3 separate regions of the Gossypium hirsutum genome follow, and all the other regions are linked to region 3. A link is a contact called in public Hi-C data. All regions are on one chromosome and are shown on one strand. The core of a region is the stretch at or near the end of the contact, and the rest is flanking DNA. Distances in the headings are between cores, read along the strand shown. Region 1 holds the start of LOC107948372 (serine/threonine-protein kinase PCRK1). Region 2 holds the start of LOC107948371 (translin). Region 3 holds the start of LOC107948374 (RNA polymerase sigma factor sigF, chloroplastic).

Region 1 (3,335 bases), core at 728-3,227, 260 kb after region 3:
TGACTTCCACATCTTAAGGGTGGCTGTATAAACCAATTGGACTAAGCCACGAGTTCATTCTATTTTACATTATTTCGCATGTGAAATCATAAACATAAATACAGTCTACTAAAGCGGAAAATCCATATGCAGTAGTAGCAAAAGCAGAGCAAATGCAATCAGGATATTCCAGAGAAATATACCCTTCTCCTGATATCCGTGTCACACCATTGCTAAGACACAGTACTGGAACATCACTTTTGATTATTTCTCAGTTGAAAATGAGTGATTAAAACCACCGGTTATACTGTTCTCTACTATCAGACACAGGATAAGCTTCCAGGCCAGCTTAATCATGGATTTACATAAACCATACTGATTGTTGTCAATATGCCAGATCAATAAAAACTTAGATGGAACCTAATTTTGTATAAGATCCGAACACATGCATATGCATCAATTACTCTAATTATTGCACTTCAAAAGGTAATAAATAGAAGGCAAGTTAATTCACAAGAGAAACTTTCAAAATATTGTCATATCAAGAAGACTTGCCTGCAACCCCCGTTTACCGAGCTGTTTCACTGCTACTTCAATCTTTTGTGATGAATCATCGGGACTCCTGATAAACCCCTTGTAAACACAACCAAATCCACCCTCTCCAAGCATGGCAGAGCGGCTAAAATTCTTGGTGGCAGATCTAAGCTCAGAAACTGTGAACACCTTTAGGTTACTAGGTCTTTGAGACAAGCTAGGAAAAGAGGACCTCCTAATGGACTCACTGCTAGTGGCTGAGACATTCTGAGAGTTTAATTCAGACCCAGACCGCCCTATTTCACGATCAGTGAACGTAGAATTCTTAGATCGAGTTGAAATTGGTGTGGGGGTCTTTGGTTCATCTTTTCTTCTCCAGCTGAGGAATATAAAACACTTCATAGCCCTCAAAGAACTAAAAACACAATAAATTCCACAGTGCAGATCCAGATGCCAGAAAGAGATCGAAGTAACTGCAAAGCCAAGAGCTAAATACAAGGAATAACTATGATTTCTTACACGCCATTAACAAAAAACCAAAAAAAAACAAAAACAAAACAAAAACAAAACAAAAACAAAACAAAACAAAAAAAACTATGAAACAATACATTTTAAGAAAAGCTCAAATTCACATTTTTAATCAGGTAAAGATTTGAAAAATGCACGAGTCTATGGGTAGCTAGATTAAGCAAATTACTTTCCAACACTATATCATACATAATGAAAATGCAAAAGAAATCAAAAGCCCCAAAAAGGTTCTAAATTCAAATAATTCCAATGAATTCTACATCTTCAGCTTTAGCCTGAGAGATTCGTCACTTTTCAATTTCCAAACACTGGTTTTTTGGATCATAGTCCAAAAGTCAATGAAGAAAAAAAGGATTTTTTTAATAAAAAAATTAGTAACAGAAATAGATACTAAGAGTAAAAAAATAAAATCTGAATATAAACCAAACAATGAAGAGAATTTGCTTGAGCTTACCTTCAGTTTTCTTGGTTGGCAAGAATTTAGGTACAAAACTTGAAAAAGACTCCCAAATTTAAGGATTTTAAGAGAAACCCATTAGTCTAATGCCCCCAAAAGAACTCAAAAAAAGCTTGGAATTTTGGAAGAACAGTGTTCAATTGTATAAAAGAAGTCTGTACACGGCAGCTCAGCAGCAGGGGCAACAACCAACAAGTCACCAGGCCAACCAAAAGTACAAAAAAAAAAAAGGGAGAAAATTTTGAACAATATTTAACTAAACCTACTAAACTTCTTCAAAATTCAATTATTAACGGAAAACTACTCAAATGTGAAAAGGTACTTTGAAAATGAGAGGCAAAAAATTAAAAAAAGAAAGAAAAGAGAGTTGATTAAGTGTTAGACAAGGAAAGTGAGAAGGGAGAAAAGTCTCCGTTTCGTGGGGCTTACGATGGGAAGAGTCTTCCATTAAAGTCATGAATCTTTAGAATCATTAACTATATTATCTGTACACTTTTTTTCGTGTATTTATAGCTGCAGTGAACCATGTAGTCATTGATACTACTTTTTTACAATAGCATCACATCACCTTCACCCATGCTAATTCATGGTTTTTTACTTGGACATCCTTAAAATTTTCTTTATTTATTCAAATAGTTAAATTGTAAAGGTATCTATCCAACAACAATGAATTTCTCTACCTACATTAGAATTAAGTAATTAGTAGTTCGGTTGTAATAATATCCAAACCAAATTACTATTAATTGATTTATTTGAAATTTAAATTTTTTTAATCGTTAATTGAATCGAAGTTTTTTTCAAATACATTAACCGAATCGAAGTTTTTTTCAAATACATTAACCGAACCGAAATTAATATATTTTTGTCTTTTATTTAAAATAAATATAAAACATATAAACAATACATTGCAAATATTCATTTTGTTTTATTTAATAGTTTAAAAAACTTTAAATGTGGGTGAAAACAACAAATAAGACATTAGAAACACTACATAAGTCTTGAAAGTTAATAGTTAAACACTATATAAGTCTTGAAAACAATAAATATTTTGGTTAATTGGTTAATTCAGTTAATTACTCAATTTCGAACCTAATTAATTAATAATTAAAATTCTAAAAAATCATTAATCAACCTCTTACCAAATTAAATTCAAGTACTAACTAGATAACCGAATTAAATCGAGTCAATCAATTAGTTCAATTTTAACCGAAATGTGAACACGATTAACTAAAATTTTCCACACTAACAACTATCAAGATTCTAAAACAAGTTAATATGATTTTTGAGTTTTTTTTAATTGTAATTAACATATATGGACAATTTATTGGTGTTGGGTTATATTTGCATTTATTTTTCATCATTGAAAAGTTAAATTGTAATAAATAAAAAAAGATGTTGCCCCTACAGGAGTCAAGTTATTTTTCAATTAATATTTTAACCATTTAAGAAATTTAACTTTAATAAATAGGTTGAATGGAGCTCAAGGTTAACAGGTATCGAGTTATTTTTATTTAAATTTTCTTCATTTATTGTATAATATAATTCTAATAAATGTATTCAATACAACTCCACGTTTATAAATGTCAAATTTTATTTAATTTAAATTTTTATTGTTTATCGCAAACCTAAACCTAATTAATATCTTCAATAAATCAATGAATGTCAAAATTTATTTTTATTTAAAATTTCACCATTTATCATAAATTTAATCCTCATAAATATATTGAGTGAATGCCAAGTCCCATAAGCGTCACTTCTATGCCAACTCCCATAAGCGTCACTTCTTTTCCTTTTTTTCTTTTACCATGCCTATAAATACCCTTTCCTCTCTTTTTTT
Region 2 (3,342 bases), core at 574-3,073, 300 kb after region 3:
AAGTGAAAGCCATTAGAGCTATCCCTATAAGACTATTCATTATAGTTGACAAGATTGTTTGGCACTTTACCAAAGATGACAAATACATAGTTAAATATGGGTATAATCTTTCAAGGTAGCTAAAGCATATAAATGAAGCAGGTGGTACTTATTCGAGAAGTAATAGACAAAGCTCAATTTGGAACTCGATATGGAAAATTCAAGGTACCTTAAGAGTTAAGAATTTCATACAGAGAACTTGTAATAATGTTATCGAGCTTTGTCAAACAAGTGTCCAAGATACAATGATGAGGTTGAATCTCTTGAGCATATTTTGTTTGGCTGTCGAATTGTAAAAGCGGTTTGGAGAGCATCTTCGCTTCACTATGATCCTACAAAAACCGCATCTTCGCTTCACTATGGTCCTACAAATATTGATTTCTCTAGCTTTTTTAACTGGTGGATTGAGACAAATGAGCAATTTCTAAATTTTGGGTCTTCTTCGACCACAAGTATGACAGCTTGGGTATGTTGAGAAATATAGAGTTGGAATTTATGGATGTCTGAAAGCATTAATACTGACCCCATACAAATTTGGAGTGATGCTTGGAGGATTTTTTGAGTCTCTAAAGACTGAGGAGAATGCTTTGTCCCAATCAGCGCCTTGAATATTCGACTACTTCATGGAGCCCGCCTCTGTATAGTGTTATTAGATGCTTCCTTTGATAAGCAAATGCTACATTTGCCTGGGGGCCGTGGCAGCGATGGTTTATTCATTAGAGGTGCAAATGCCTTAATCTTTGATGGATTTCCTTTTGTGGTATGATAAAAACTAAAGGTGAGTAAAATTCGATTCGATTAAAAAAATTGAAAAAAAATTCGAATTATTCGAATTGAATTAATTGAGTTAATTGAATCAACTTAATTTTTTTTCGAATTTCAAGTTTAAATCAAATTAAATTTTTTAATTCGAATAAGCCAAATACTAAACCGTTTTACTCCCTTCCCCCGCCCCCACTCAAACCCTTTTATTTTTCCTCAACCCCTGAAATTTTTTTCCCCATAAAAAATTACTTTTCCCAAACCCCTGAACTATTTTTTTCTTTTACTTTCTCTCCAAAACTTTTACTTCTCCAAATCCCTATCTTTTTTCCTTTTGCTTTCTTTTAAACCCTAAATTTTTTTTTCGAATTTATATCTACTATTTATGTTATTGAATTAAATTTCACATTTTGTACTATTTATTTATTGAATTGTTTAATCATGATGAATCTTTATTAATATGTTAAAATTGAATTATTAATAATGCCATAAAATATTCATGTTAAATATTTTATGTTTGTATCAATTTCATATTTTATCTTTAAAATAATTTATCAGAAGATAATTGAAATAACTAAATAATCAAAATAGCTGACAAGTATATAAAAGACTAATAAATAAATTACGGATGGATGGAAGTTAATAGCATTACGGTGGACAAATTTATTTTTTTAATTTACTATTTGATTTGATTCGAATTCCATCTTACTCGATTCGATTCGAAAAAAATTTAAATCAAATTAGGATGATAAAATAGGATTCATCAACTCAATTAACTCAACTTTTTCCATTCAATTCGATCAGATTTAACGCTCACCCCTATTAAAAATAAAATTTTTCACTTTACTTATTCAAGTGTATTTAATATTAGAATATTTATTTAACAAAATGGACCGACTTTATCATCACTGATTGATCGAATGATCAGAAATTGATTTGATTTTCAGTGCGAAAGTTGAATGGGAGGGTGTGGAATACACCGCACTGCACATATATAAAAAACATAAAATGATAAAATAAAGTGAACAAATTTCAAATTATGAAATCAGCGTTACGGAACGCTTACTACTTCACTCTCTCTCGCTACTCCTTAAACCCTAACCCCTCACTTCTTCAAATTGCTCCCTTCATTTCCACTTTTCCTTCGCTTCCCTCTGTCCTTTCCAGAAACCATCCCTTTCGTTCCCCTCTCTGCGCCACTCTCATGGCCGGCGGTGATTACGACTCGCCGCAAACCTCTCCTTCTCTGGAGAAACAGTTCGAGAAGTTCCGAGTCCAGCTTGAAGATTCTGGCAGCTTACGGGAACGCATACGCGCCGTCGTTCTGGAAATGGAGTCGGCGACTAGGCTCATGCAAGCTAGCCTCCTCCTCGTTCACCAATCTAAACCAATTCCCGGTAACATTCTTCTTTTGCTTCTTCAAATTATATGGTTTTTGGAATATTACCTATTTTATAATTTTTACGCATATGTTTATATCAACAGAGGTTTTGCAGAAGGCAAATTCTCAGATTAACGTACTAAAGGGTCTTTACAATAAACTTGCTGAAGTTGTTAGGGAATGCCCTGGACAATATTACAGGTGAGATTCATTGGAGATTTTGGTTAATTTCAAATTTTATTTTAGTAGAAATTTTTGTGTTCTTGATGTGGTGTTCGGGTGTGTTACTGTGTTTAGGTATCATGGGGATTGGAGGAGTGAAACTCAAATGGTAGTTTCTTTGCTTGCCTTTATGCATTGGTTGGAAACTGGAAATCTGCTTATGCATACTGAAGCTGAGGAAAAACTTGGATGTATGTTTCAGTAATGAATATTTATTCGGTTTTACGAGTAATTTTTGTATTTGCTAATGAAGACAAATGAGAAAGTTGGTTGTTTTGGCAGTGAACAATTCGGATTTTGCTTTAGACCTGGAGGATTATCTTGTTGGTATGTGCTGAAAGCTTCTCTAATTGAAGAGTTCTATACTCTCATGGATTGAACCGTTTGTTCCGTACTATTTTTTTCTCTAATCTTTTAAAGATTCAATTTTCTTTAGCTAGCCTGAAGTATTCTAGTTATTGAATGGCAAGTAAATGTGATTGACCACATCAATAGGCAGGATGAAATTCTTTGTACATTCTAATGCATTAGAGTCTTTTTCTTTATTAAAATGGCCAGGGTAGTTAACTGAACTTCAGTTTTCCATTTTTTTGGTTCATCTTATTCAAATGAGGACTGTCTCGTCAGACCAATTGATACTTGTGTTAAAATATTTTTAAGAGATTCACCTATCATATATGCTGTTTGTATTTTTGGATGAACTAAATGAAGCATTGTTGATTAATCACCTTTTCTGATTATTGTCATTCTTCAGTTTTTATGGTTTTTCTCCCTATATGTGCAAGAAACATGCAATGTCTATTACTTTGCATCTGAATTTGAGGGTTATTATTTTTCTGCCAATTGAATATACTGATCTGGGAATCTTTTTGATCTCTTGCAGGTGTTTGTTTCATGTCAAATGAAATGGTAAGAAATATGTCAGAAACTTGCTTTCC
Region 3 (3,061 bases), core at 237-2,736:
AGCCAATGATGCAGCTTTTTTAGAAGCTGACAATGCTTTCTTAGCAAGGGCAACTACATTACTTGGTTCAAAAGTCATGGTCTCGGTATCAGCTGCAACAGACAGCATATTCAAGGAAGATGATGGATTTTCCCCTAATTCCAAGAGTGCCAATCTGTGATGGGGAAAAAGAAACATGAGGATGCAATTCAATGGGGAAAGATCTACACTCACAACTGTTTTAACAAACGAAGCAATAAATCAGAATTAGCTTGTTTACAATTGCCTTAAATCAGGCCACTGGAGCAACTGCTGTTCAAATTCCTGCTGGCCAATGTTGTCAGATGCCTTCTCTTCTTGAAGTGTTGGCCCATTCCCAATCTGCAGCTTGTCTGTCTCTCTCTGTAATAAAGTAAACTGCGGTATGCTAAGTAAGGAGTTGCCAAAATAATATTTGAGAAAATATATCAATAAAACCAGAGGGAAACAACATTTACCGTTATGCAAACATAAAAAGTTTAGCTTACATCTTGATATATGTCGTGCAAAGATAAAACAGGAGTCTCACCGAGTACGCTTTATCTTCCTTAAGTAAATGCAAGACAGGTAGTGGTCTATAGTCATCCCGCTGCTCTTGTGAGAGAACTGATGTAGGAAAATGCCTAGCTACAGAAGTAATCGGAATAGAAGTCGCAGCAGGGACCGCTTGCTCATGATGAAACAACGCAACTGCATAATAGTACATTGAATAACATAGGAACCTTATCTGAAAGCACTTGAGAGTAAACTACATACTTTCATGCATGACCACATTATAGGCAGTTCTCTAATCTATCTATATACATTTTTATTTGGAACCTAGAAGCTAAACAAGTACATAAACGACAACATGTATTCAAAAACTTTACAAGACTGCAAGCTAAAAGAGTTGAATTTAGGCATTTGACCATTGTAGTAACAGTAAGTTTCCAGTTGTAATTCCCTTCCAATGCCAATAATAATCATACAAAGATCCTTAAGGAACAAAAATGCTTCACAACGAAAATCCCAGGAAAGCTGATTTAACAAGAATATAATTCAAACACCCAATAAGGCAAAACATGTAAATGAAAACTGGGTATTGTACTAACGATAAGAATCAAAAGAAAACATGTTCTAATGCTAGAAATATACGTTACCTGAAGAAGGTGATGGTGAAAAGACAGAATTTTTGAGTTGGGTTCTTGGAGAAATTGTTGGAGGAGAATAAAGCAAATTCCTTGAAGCTTCCATGGATGCAAAAGTAACTATTTGTTTTATCTACAATGTAACCTTAAACATTGCTTGTTTGGTTCTTCTGGGTATGTGTTCCTTATTTTTACTTTGTTCAAAAGCTTTGAACTTTGCAGATAAAGAAGAAGAAGCCAAGCTCGGCTAAGGAAAAAAATCTATTCTTCCCCTTCCACGCTTCAAATTCGATGATCAATGGTTCAAATGGATGAGGTTCGGCCTTGATTTGCTTCAGACCCAATAAAAACAGATTCACAAAAGAAACTTGTAATGACCCAGAATCCAAGTTTAGGCCAGAACTTGATTTTGACAAAGCCCAAGTTACTGGCCCACAACTTATGGTCTAGTTTTGGTTGAGCTTTATTTCATTGAAAAATGTGATCGGCCCAAAGGAGAAGTACAAGAGAGTTCCAAAAGTACTGAAATTACAATCGTATTTCACTTTTTTTACTGCAAGTTTTTATTAAATTCAAGTTTTTTATTGTTTGAATTGCAGGTCAACTATAGCAAAAAAAACTTGATTGATTTAATTTATGAGTTCATACTTAACTATCCCTATTTTTTTCTTTTACACACACCATGACTTGGATGAATTGAATTAGGAATCAGTTACAACTATAAATTCAAAATAATGATTATATTAATTAATTAACAAACCAATTAAACCAATCATAACTGTTAAATTAATTGAACTAAATTTCTCTATTTTCAAAAAACTTTTGGTTTTAAGAATGTAAAATCTGCTCAAACTTCAAAACAAAAATAATTAAATTTTTACTTTTTTTTTATTCTTCTCAATTAGATATTTAAATTATCAAAATGTATTTAAAAAAAAAGTCCTTTTTATCGCTACAATTTGTTAAAGTTAAAGGGTCCTATTTTTTTTTCTTTCTTCATTTAACATATCATGTGTCACTGCGTGATTACAATACATAGAAAAAAAATGACAAAAATGAATAAAATTATAAAAAATATTAAAATTTTATAAAAATATAGAAAAAAATATTAAAATTTTATTAAAATTATAAAAAATATAAACCCTTAAACTACTACACCTTGTTTAAATAAACCCTTAAACTATTTTTGTAGTTAAATAAATATTTTGCTATGATTTTTACCCATAATACCTTTTATTTTATTATTAAAGTTTTTTTTTAATTTTAGTCTCTTAATTTCTTATTGATGCAATAGAAATTTTACAACTTTAAAAATATAAAATTTTAAAAAGTATCAAAATTTTCAAAATATTGATTATATTATGTAATTTCAAGAAATTTTAATATTTTATTTTATTTTTAATTAATAAACTATTCTCATGAAATTCACATCAATATAAAATGAAAATTAGCTTAAAATTTTAAAATATTTTTACTTTAATATTAAAATCAAGAGTTTTCAGGAGTAAAAATTATCGATTAACAGCTTATTTAACTATAAAAATAACAAAGTGCTTGTTTAAACAAGGTATAATAGTTTAAAGCCTTTTTAGTATATGAGTCTTTATTCAATTGAACCCATAGAATGGATTTAATTATTGATTTAGTTTTGAAAACATTGATAACCATAGTAATAAGAGAACTACTACGATATGTTTGGTTTGATGTAATTTAATAGAGAAAAATGTAATAAGTATTCAGTGAGAATGGAATAGAGAAATGATATACATGGTAAACTACATCGCTAGTTACCCTAAAATAGTATCGTTCCTATTTTAGTTACTGAAAATTTATTCTTGTCAATTTAGTTACTCTAGTTAAGATAATTATTCAAATTGATCACTACTGTTAAAAATTTGATTAATCTACTAACAGAT

Evidence for each region. A called contact is a pair of places that touch in the nucleus more often than the background predicts.
Region 1: a Hi-C map of leaf shows a contact between it and region 3, with 1.9 times the contacts expected there. The contact joins the promoter of LOC107948372 here to the promoter of LOC107948374 in region 3. A contact is called at or near these places in 2 of 34 Hi-C or Micro-C datasets (both in leaf).
Region 2: a Hi-C map of leaf shows a contact between it and region 3, with 2.5 times the contacts expected there. The contact joins the promoter of LOC107948371 here to the promoter of LOC107948374 in region 3. A contact is called at or near these places in 7 of 34 Hi-C or Micro-C datasets (callus and leaf).

Annotation. Positions count from the first base shown.
Region 1 is chrA04:66,380,859-66,384,193 of Gossypium_hirsutum_v2.1, forward strand. It overlaps LOC107948372 (serine/threonine-protein kinase PCRK1), which reads right to left and starts at 1,978. Exons shown (of 5, transcript XM_016882886.2): 1 at 1,496-1,978; 2 at 535-986. The coding sequence starts at 915.
Region 2 is chrA04:66,421,038-66,424,379 of Gossypium_hirsutum_v2.1, forward strand. LOC107948371 (translin) reads left to right here and starts at 1,824. Exons shown (of 7, transcript XM_016882883.2): 1 at 1,824-2,198; 2 at 2,287-2,383; 3 at 2,480-2,595; 4 at 2,687-2,731; 5 at 3,288-3,313. The coding sequence starts at 1,841.
Region 3 is chrA04:66,123,222-66,126,282 of Gossypium_hirsutum_v2.1, forward strand. LOC107948374 (RNA polymerase sigma factor sigF, chloroplastic) reads right to left here and starts at 1,487. Exons shown (of 8, transcript XM_016882897.2): 1 at 1,158-1,487; 2 at 548-708; 3 at 266-381; 4 at 1-154. The coding sequence starts at 1,251.